2 separate regions of the Mus musculus genome follow, and region 1 is linked to region 2. Evidence: chromatin contacts called from public Hi-C data. All regions are on one chromosome and are shown on one strand. The core of a region is the stretch at or near the end of the contact, and the rest is flanking DNA. Distances in the headings are between cores, read along the strand shown.

Region 1 (4,376 bases), core at 205-2,704, 79 kb before region 2:
TTGATATAGATAATTTTACCAATCTTTTTAAAAGACTTTTTAAATTAGATATTTTCTTCATTTACATTTCAAATGCTATCCTGAAAGTCCTCTATATCCTCCCCCATCCTGCTCTCCAACCTAACCCTTCCCACTTCCTGGCCCTGGCATTCCCCTGTACTGGGGCATATAATCTACTCAAGACCAAGAGCTTCTCCTCCCAACGATGGACAACTAGGCCATCTTCTGCTACATATGCAGCTAGAGACACGAGCTCTGGGGGTAGTGGTTAGTTCATATTGTTGTTCCTCCTATAGGGTTGCAAGACTTTATTTTTTTTAATTTCATTTTTGTTGTACATTTTGAAGCCCTTTAAACATCAAAACTTTAAAAAATATGCCATGATTCTTGAAAAGGATTGCTTTACATGGACAGCTTTCATACCCACTCAGTTTGCTAACATTAAATACAAGTTTGCAAAGGGGTAGGGCACAGATGTAATAAGAATGTTTTTTAATATTAATAAATAATTACCTTAGCATATATTCTCTGCCCCATACATTTTCTAATATAGTTAGAAATTTCTTCACCATCAGAGAAAAGAAACACTCTATGTTAGAAGACTTTCTGGCATTCAAACAAAAATGGGTGCATAATAAATATACCACTGTGTGCTTTCAGACCTATGGGTTCTAGGTTGATAATTCTCAAAGGGTTGTTCTGTTCTTGTCAGGACCAAGTGGCACTTGTGTCAACTGCTGGCGCCACATCCTTTCCAGCCTGTGGCAGCCTGCTCTGGCCTCAGAGATCAAGTATTCAGTGTTGTAAGTGTTACCCTCAGGTTCACCTTATGGCTTGCTCCTAGCTTGGCAAGTCGTGATTATCACAGAATTGGTACTTTTCCTGCCAGTCAATCATTTTTTAGAGACTCAAAGAATTAAATCATTTCTGTATACTAATACCAATGAACTTTAACCATTTCTTGAGAAATAAACTTGCCTTTTTTAAAAAACAAAAAAACAACAAAATGACCTTTGATTTGAATTGCCTCTTATAATCATCCATTTTGCAAACTTTGTGTTTTATTTTCTTGATAGGCAAAATTCTCTCTCCTATATTCCCTTCATATTTCCTGTGAGTCCCTTCTTCATGTTCTCTGGGCTTCCCTCCATAGCTATAAACAGGTATGCCACCCTTATTCACCTTGTTCTAGAGGAAAAGCATTGAAACCAGTCCAGAAACAAACTACACGCATCCAGGCACACATGCGTTCCCTTCTTGCCATAAAAAAAAAAAAAAAATGATTCTGGGTCTTAAAAACCTTGGCCTGGAAACTTTCCTGGGTCCTGGATCAGTCAATTATCTTCCCCAATTATCTTCCTTCACATCTCATAGCAGACAGTTCTATAAATATCCTGCTGAGCTGACCCAGGGACGACCAGGAACTGTGAGACCATGGCAATCAATCGTAGGCTTTGGCTTTTCTGACGTCTCCTCCCTGCTTTGTGTTATTTTCTTCTCCAGCGTCCCCCGGTCAGCACAGAGAGGACTGAAGAAGTGTTCCTCCTAGGTCAGGAGGCATGCTGAGGGTGCGCTGGTCATTTCAGGCCACTTTCCGATTCAAAACCAGGGATTTCAACTATGCCTGCCAAGAGCACCTAGTCATTTAGGGTCAATCGCATCAGCTGCCCTGCTCTGCTCCATGGTAAATGGGGAGTTAATTGTTTTCCTTCCAATCTGAAGAGCCCTCAAGTCTGTTCATGGCTGCCAGAAGGAGGATCATTCTGGTTCCAGGTCTTGCAAGTTCTCTAGAGATATCAGCCATATGCGATTTTTAAAAGAAGAAACTGTTTCGATATTTAGGTATTAGCAACTAATAAAAAAAAAACAAAACAAAACAAAAAACACTGAGAACTAAACTTTCTATGGCCCTGGTAAAATATGTCTCAATCTCCGGGTCACTAGCGGTGACCTCCAGACGAAATGGTATTTAGAACCTCTTCCAGGACTGAAATGTTACACTTTAATTACCCAAATGTTCTGGATTGAGGAAAGAACTTGTGTTTGAAAATGAGGAAGATTTTCCTGGCTTTCGGCTCTTATATTTTGAAACAGGTGACCAAGGAGAATTGCAAAATACCCTCCAAGTAACCTTGAAGAATAAGGCACCTCATTGAGTCTGGGATTTGTTATAAACAGTTTCCAGGCGGGAGATGGGAGATATGTTCCCTTGCTATTCTTTTCAGTTGGGGCATCATGAAAATGGTCTTTTATGAGTTTCATTTCTGATGTCCTCAGAGCCTTCTTGGGGAAGAAGGGGGTGGTAGTTTGGTTTCTAATTCCCAGGACCTTCCCAACTCGGTTCCTGGAATCATCCTGGGGGACTCTATAAACTGAGATTTAAAGTTCCAGCTTGAAGCCGCCTCTCTAAGGTTTAGATTGGGTTTCATAACTTGGAACTGAAGTCAGGGCAGCAGTTGGAGTGTGGGTGAAAATGTCTACAGCTCTGCTTGTCAGCACGCTAATGCAAACCAGAGAGGCAGTAAATACAGAAGATGAGCAACGGACGGCGGCAGGGAATGGAGACTTTCACCCTCACTTGATTTTCATAAAGAGTCTCCCCTTAAGAAAATTTTCTGGGATAAATGACCCAGATCCATTTTGCTTGTGGATTAAAAACACCTAGGAAACCCACAAACATCTTTTATATGCAATGTGTGCTCAAGGCCGGAGTCGACAGTTCAACAGGCAGAGAGAATGCAGTTTAGTTACTGAGTGTATCAGGATAAATACTAGGTCTCTTATTGCAAAGTAACCATAGTAAAGTAAACACATCACCACCCCTAGAAAGAGACAGAACATAAAGGCCAGAGTGCCAGACAGAAATGTATTTGCTTATTAATCAGAACTAGTCCAACAGTCACTCTCATGCATATTAATGGGCGAGAACAGGTATGGAGCCTCAGGAAAGCCAAGCTAGAAAATGTACTTTTGTGTTTGAATAAATAACTTGGGTCACATTGTGAGCAATGAACACAAACGTTTCTGCAGGTTAGATGGGGAAAACAGAACTGTCTGAGACTGCATAAATCTCCATTGCCATTACAAATAAACAAAACAGCAACCTTGCTTGGATGGTTGAGGTTAGAAAGATTTAGTTATGTCCCATCTATGGAGGCCATCTGTTTATGCTGCCTCTCCACCATCCCTTATCCCTTCTGTAACAGCATCTTGAGTTTCCCTTGGGATACCAGTCCTATGGCATTGTATATAGTTTCAATGGGCCTCTCAGCTAACTGGCAGCATTGCCAAAGGCTGGGTCTAATTAAGAGACAATGATTTTCTCTCAAAGGAATTTGGATCTTGAGGGAAGCTCCACAAGGGAAAGAAGCCATCCTGTTACAGACCATCGGTGAGTCTCCCACTGTCCTTCTGGGTCTTGTCTTTTTCTCAAGTCTCAAAGTATATCCTTTCCTGTGACATGCAGAGCTATCCTAATGCCTTCTAATGACCTCTGCTACATGAGAGTTAGCCAGTGGCTTCCACAGAGCTTACTCTCAATGACAATTAGTCTGGGGGGTAGCAATAGGACGCCTGGGAATGAAAGGAAGTTCTTCACTAGAGTCTCTCTTGTCACTTGCAACATAAGAAACCTAAGATTACATTCCAAACATCTTCATGGTGATGTCGCCAGCTGAAACCTGATGGTGAGAAGACATGCTGACACTCTATACAAAAATTTCTCAAATCCATAAATGTGTTTGGTGAAGTTACTATATAAAATTCAATGTATAAAAATTGATTTACTTCTATCTACAGACATAAGTAGTTAAAAACTAAATTCAAAATACATATTTTATATATATCAGAAATATCAGATAATTTGCTTATATTCTATCAATGAAGTCATATATAAATATATAATATATAAAAACATCCTATATATACACGATCTCTGCAATTATAGGTATATAATTATCTAAAATAACAGTGAAATAAAGAAGATCCAAATGAGTTGAGAGTTGCCATAAGTTATTAAGTAACTATATCAGTTACTCTACGTTATTAAACTTAGGGTGGCAAGTATGAAAATGAGCCTAGAAAGACAGGACAGACTACACATAAGTTTCTCTTGAAAGACCTTGAATACTGCTACCTTACTGCCTCTGTGGCCCATTTAAGCATACCTGTAGCTAGGTCTAGACCCCTTCCAATCTCCTAGAACCAGTGTTTATACATTACAGACCTTGATCTGGCTCTGCCATTTTCTGAAGGCATACTAGTACTGTGAAAGTCACCAGACTGGGCTCACTGTCTAGAGAATTCTCTGCCTTGAATTCGGTGTGTAAATGCATGTTGACTTCTGGGGTCAGTAACCTGCCTATTTCTGACTCTGA
Region 2 (4,478 bases), core at 1,118-3,617:
AGGTACGGTTATCATTTACTTCTGCCTCCTGTCCACACACTGGTCAGGCGATGCTCTCAGCTACAGATCCTCTGAGAAAATTGAGGGTGACGTGAATGAGTTAGAATGGATAAAGGACAAAGGAATCGGCACCTCAGAAAGTCTCTCTAATGAAAGCAGGGCACTGTAGATTCTGCCCACGTGTTGCAGCATTTTAGTCGGGTAGATGTTCTTTTTAATGAACCTAATTATCTTGAGAATCAGCTGTGTTTTAGATTATAGTAAAAAAGTTATCCCCTTTAAAAGGGGTAGCTGATTTGTCTACAGCATGTATTTCCCTCTAGCATCTATTTCATAGTGCACCTACTATGTGTATGAAGCTGGGACTTCAAGGTGGGTCTTTTACATTCTTTCAGAAATGTAATGCTTATATAGAATCATAGAACACACACACACATACACACACAAATGTTGTCTTACCATTTTCTTAATCTTTGTTCAAAATCTCTATCATTTCCTTCTGTTTTGGACTTTGACTTAAATTTACTGTTATATTTTTCATTTCTTCTTTTAGCTTTTGCTTATAAATGTTATGCATGTGCATGTGAGTGTGTGTGTGTGTGTGTGTGTGTGTGTGTATGCAGATGAGCCCATATATGCGCATACAAAGTCAAAGGAAGATGTCTGGTGTCTTACTCTGTCACTCTCCACCATATTCCTTGGAGACAGAGTCTCTCACTGAACAGGAAGTTCCCCATGTCAGCTCGGCAGGCTGGCTAGTGTGCTCCTGGTGTCTTCCTATCTCTGCCCCCTGACAAAGGGGTTATAGGCACGTGTGGTCATAGCCTCCTTTCTTATGTAGTTCCAGGGAATTCAAAGGCAGTCCTGTGCCTGTGCTCCCTCCCAGGAAGACATCTCTCAGCTCTGTTCAAGTTGCTCAAAGATGGAGCTAGCATAATTGCCTTGAAACCAGTACCCTATTTTTCTAACATAGGCACTGGGTGCCACATAATTTCCCAAGAGTTAATTTAACAAAGCACAGAGCACAGTATTCTAAAGGATGAAATACTTGTAATCACAATAACAATTTAATCGGGATAGAATCCCCAGGCCAGGAGGCCTTCCTCAGAGACCATTCACTACAGCTGTGGGGATGCTCTGACTCCTGTGATGCTTCTCCTGTCCTTCTGGAAGCAGTAAGTTCAGAAGATAGACGTCAGAACAAAGGAATCTCCAGGGTCATACAGCAATTCTTTACTTATCTGTCATTTGTATCTAGAGTTCTTTCGGTTTTCCTTTCCCCTTTTGTGATTTTTCTCTGATAATCTGACGATCAAGATTTTGATAATTCAAGTATTACTATTATGTAAATATACAGGAGACTGGAGATAAAGGGGATGTCTTTCGGTGAGGTGAGCACCCCCCCTCACTGCCCCCCAGGAAAACCGACATGGAGAGGACATTGCAGTGAGCACCGAAAGCAGGGAAAGGAACCAGCCAGACAAGGAGCAGATACCCGCAGGGTTTCAGAACAGCAAGTGCAAAGACCCTGAGATAGGAACACAGGGATATAATCTATAAAGGAGAAACACAAAGGAAATTTGTTCTGACTTCTATCTTCTGGTCCTACTGCTTCCAGAAGGACAGGAAAACCACAGTCAAGGGAGTCAGGGCATCTCCACAACTGTCCTGAACATTCTCTGAGGACCGCCCCTGGCCTGGGGATTTTATCCTGTTTAATTTGTGACAGTGTTTCATCCTTAGAACACGGTGCTCTGTGCTTTGTTAAATTATCACTTTTGTGTGCTGCTGGGAATTGAACCCAGGGCCTTCACACATGCAGGCTACCACTGAGCTCCAAACTTAACCCAAATTAAATTCTTTATCCCCTGAAAGTTTGCCACGAGAAACCACTGGATTGCCTTTCTCCTTGGGTTTTATTTTATTTTATTTTATTTTATTTTTAATACTCCAAAGAAACTTCCCAGATTGACCGCAAATAACTGATTCATATCGAATCCATTTCTTTGCTTTGCTGTTGCCTCCTTGAATGGGTTTCTTTGATTCGTGGTGACAAGATTAAACTGATAAATCATGGACACAATCTGGTGCCATCCGTTTTCAACTTTATTCTTTTTTCGACGCCAAGGGTCTGTGATGGAAAAAGTTCCTCAGAAGGCCACAGCTGGCTCGCTCCTGCTCAGCAGCGAGTTAATAAAACATCTGTTGAAGAGCCTCCCTTTCCCTCTTCTCCCCAAGCTGCCTGGCTGAGGACCCGTTCTCTTTATCTCTGAAATCTTTTCCTGGATCTCTTTTCCCCCTTGGCTCTACAGACCTTTCATCGCCTCCCTCCACATGGAGTGATTCACAGCATTTGTGTTTCTCTTGAGTCAGCCTTGGGAAAGTCTAGAACAGGCCCTGTCTTTTCACCAGCAGTGGAGACCGGCTTCTGGGCTGTAGACTCTCACTTCATCTTCCGGGACAACATGGCTTCTTATGGGAGAGAACTTTTTCGTGGCCCTCAGTGCCAACCAAGGAGGTGGCTGGGTAGGATCACTCAGATCAATACTGCATGAAAGAAACAAAGTCTATCCTATGTGTGAGATATTAAAGGCAGAACCATGCAGTCCTGTACTGTTTTTTGGAGGAAAGTCCTTGGCAAAGTTTTTCTGATTGGTTCTGTTTCTCAGTTGTTCCAGTCAGGAACCCCATCCAGATGAAGAAGGGACAAGCAGACTCTTCTCTACCGTGATGTGTCAGCCAATGAAGGAGCAGAATCCATCCATCGTGTCTTTTACTGCTCCCTGGAGCAGGGGGAAGAACTAACTCACTTTCACTGAGCCACATTTAATAGTGGGTGGAGTGACAGTGTTTAACGCTATGCACAGTTCGCACATGGTCCTGTTTCTGAGCTCCTTGGCTCTGACTTCTCTCTGGGGAATTGCAGGCTCATAGTCTTGTGTCTTTGCCTCACAGTCAACTCTGTATGGTAAGCCCCTTTGAGTCATATCTCTTGGCTTGGAAGCCATGGATGGAGGATGGCCATCTTTGTGTCTTCCAGTTGGGTCAGAATGCACCGCCAATCTCTGTTTCCTTGTATCTTCACTGCAGGGAGCTAAGCAGATGAATGCTCAAAGAATGTAGGCTTAAGATGAAGATCTGAGTAGGTGAAGCAGGAACCTTATAGATCTGCTGAACTATATTTCCAGAACTCCAGGGAGTCTTTTGCTTACACCTATTTTCACTTCTGGTATTCATGCCTGAGAAACTTAGATGTGTCAGATCCAAGCACCCAAGGAAGTGAAGATCCAGAAAGATCCAGCTGCCTCGCCTTGTGTCACAGACACGTGGTTAAGCCCACCAACTTCACATCTGTCCCTGAGTTATTTGAACTGTGGCATTATATATCAATGGCATCTTTTCTGCTTAAGGCTGGCAGAGAAGATAACACAATGAAGGTATTAAAATCATGGCTACATCTTTGTGCTTAAGAAGCACTTTGTGATACTTAATCTTGACTGACAACTTGTTGGAATTTAGAACCACAATAGGAACAAGTCCCTGGGCCTGTGAGAGAGCGAGGGATTATTTAGATTAGGTTATTGAGGTGGGAAGATGCAAGGTACTTACCATTCTATGGACTAGGATCCTACACTAAATAGAAGAATTCCACCTGAGGGTAAGCCTTCTCATTTATGATAATGAATGCAGTACTGGCAACCACCAACCTTAGGCTCCTGCTGCCTTGACTTCCCCATCATGATGGGCTAGATCCAGGGACTTTGAGCCAAAATCAACCTTTCCTTTATTAATTTGCTTCTGTTGAGTATTTTGACCCAGCAACAAAACAAGTATCAAACACGTGTTCTTTTGCTGTTACTTGGAATTACCCATTCCGAAGTCTTAGACGATAGTCCCAGGAATGAATTCATTCCCATCCAGGAGGGACTAATTGAGCCATCAGCTACACATCCTTTCATCTAGATGACCTGATTCCTTTCTCCATCCCTGTTTATCACCCTTGGCACAAAGGCTGCAGATGGAAGGGTGATTCTAGTTTGCTCTGAGGAAAGTCCCACGTGTGTTTTGTTTCCTGCCACACTATGACAAAGACCTCACTTCATGTCTTTGTGACCAAATCTCTGTAAATTGCAAGATCAGAATGTATTGAGCTAGGGGTACTCAGAGTCCTTGTGTCGTTTGGGATGTGGCCAGGGCAACTATGGGGTCTGAATGTTTTCATTTTACTCCTGCCTTAATGCCCTGCCTATTTCTCCCATTTCAAAATGTCGCGAAGTAGGCTGGTGTCATTTGTTTTCATAAATTAATGTCGATTGCAATTTATGGCCAGATGGGGCACGAAAAACAGGAGCCTTGTGAGTCTCTTGGAAAGTCCACAGAAAAGCAGTGGGCATCGCTCTGGTGAACTTATGCACTTCAGAACTTCACACTGGGCAGAGTAAATACTTATGAAAAATCTTGTTTTAAAACACTTGAGC

Evidence for each region. A called contact is a pair of places that touch in the nucleus more often than the background predicts.
Region 1: a Hi-C map of uterus shows a contact between it and region 2, with 1.8 times the contacts expected there. The contact joins two enhancer-like sites. A contact is called at or near these places in 1 of 39 promoter capture datasets (cancer-associated fibroblasts), 5 of 484 Hi-C or Micro-C datasets (cerebral cortex, nephron progenitors and uterus) and 2 of 115 datasets of contacts at active chromatin or transcription factors (embryonic stem cells and extraembryonic endoderm stem cells).

The regions. Positions count from the first base shown.
Region 1 is chr1:73,592,274-73,596,649 of GRCm38.p6, reverse strand. No RefSeq gene overlaps it. Among named protein-coding and RNA genes, the nearest start is that of C530043A13Rik, 64 kb to the right of the region's middle. Within about 2 kb of position 1,454, at least 7 of the 459 cell types and tissues checked have an H3K27ac peak or open chromatin away from gene starts, as enhancers often do. A contact at or near this core is called in uterus, where this site is marked.
Region 2 is chr1:73,514,415-73,518,892 of GRCm38.p6, reverse strand. No RefSeq gene overlaps it. Among named protein-coding and RNA genes, the nearest start is that of C530043A13Rik, 13 kb to the left of the region's middle. Within about 2 kb of position 2,367, at least 19 of the 459 cell types and tissues checked have an H3K27ac peak or open chromatin away from gene starts, as enhancers often do. A contact at or near this core is called in uterus, where this site is marked.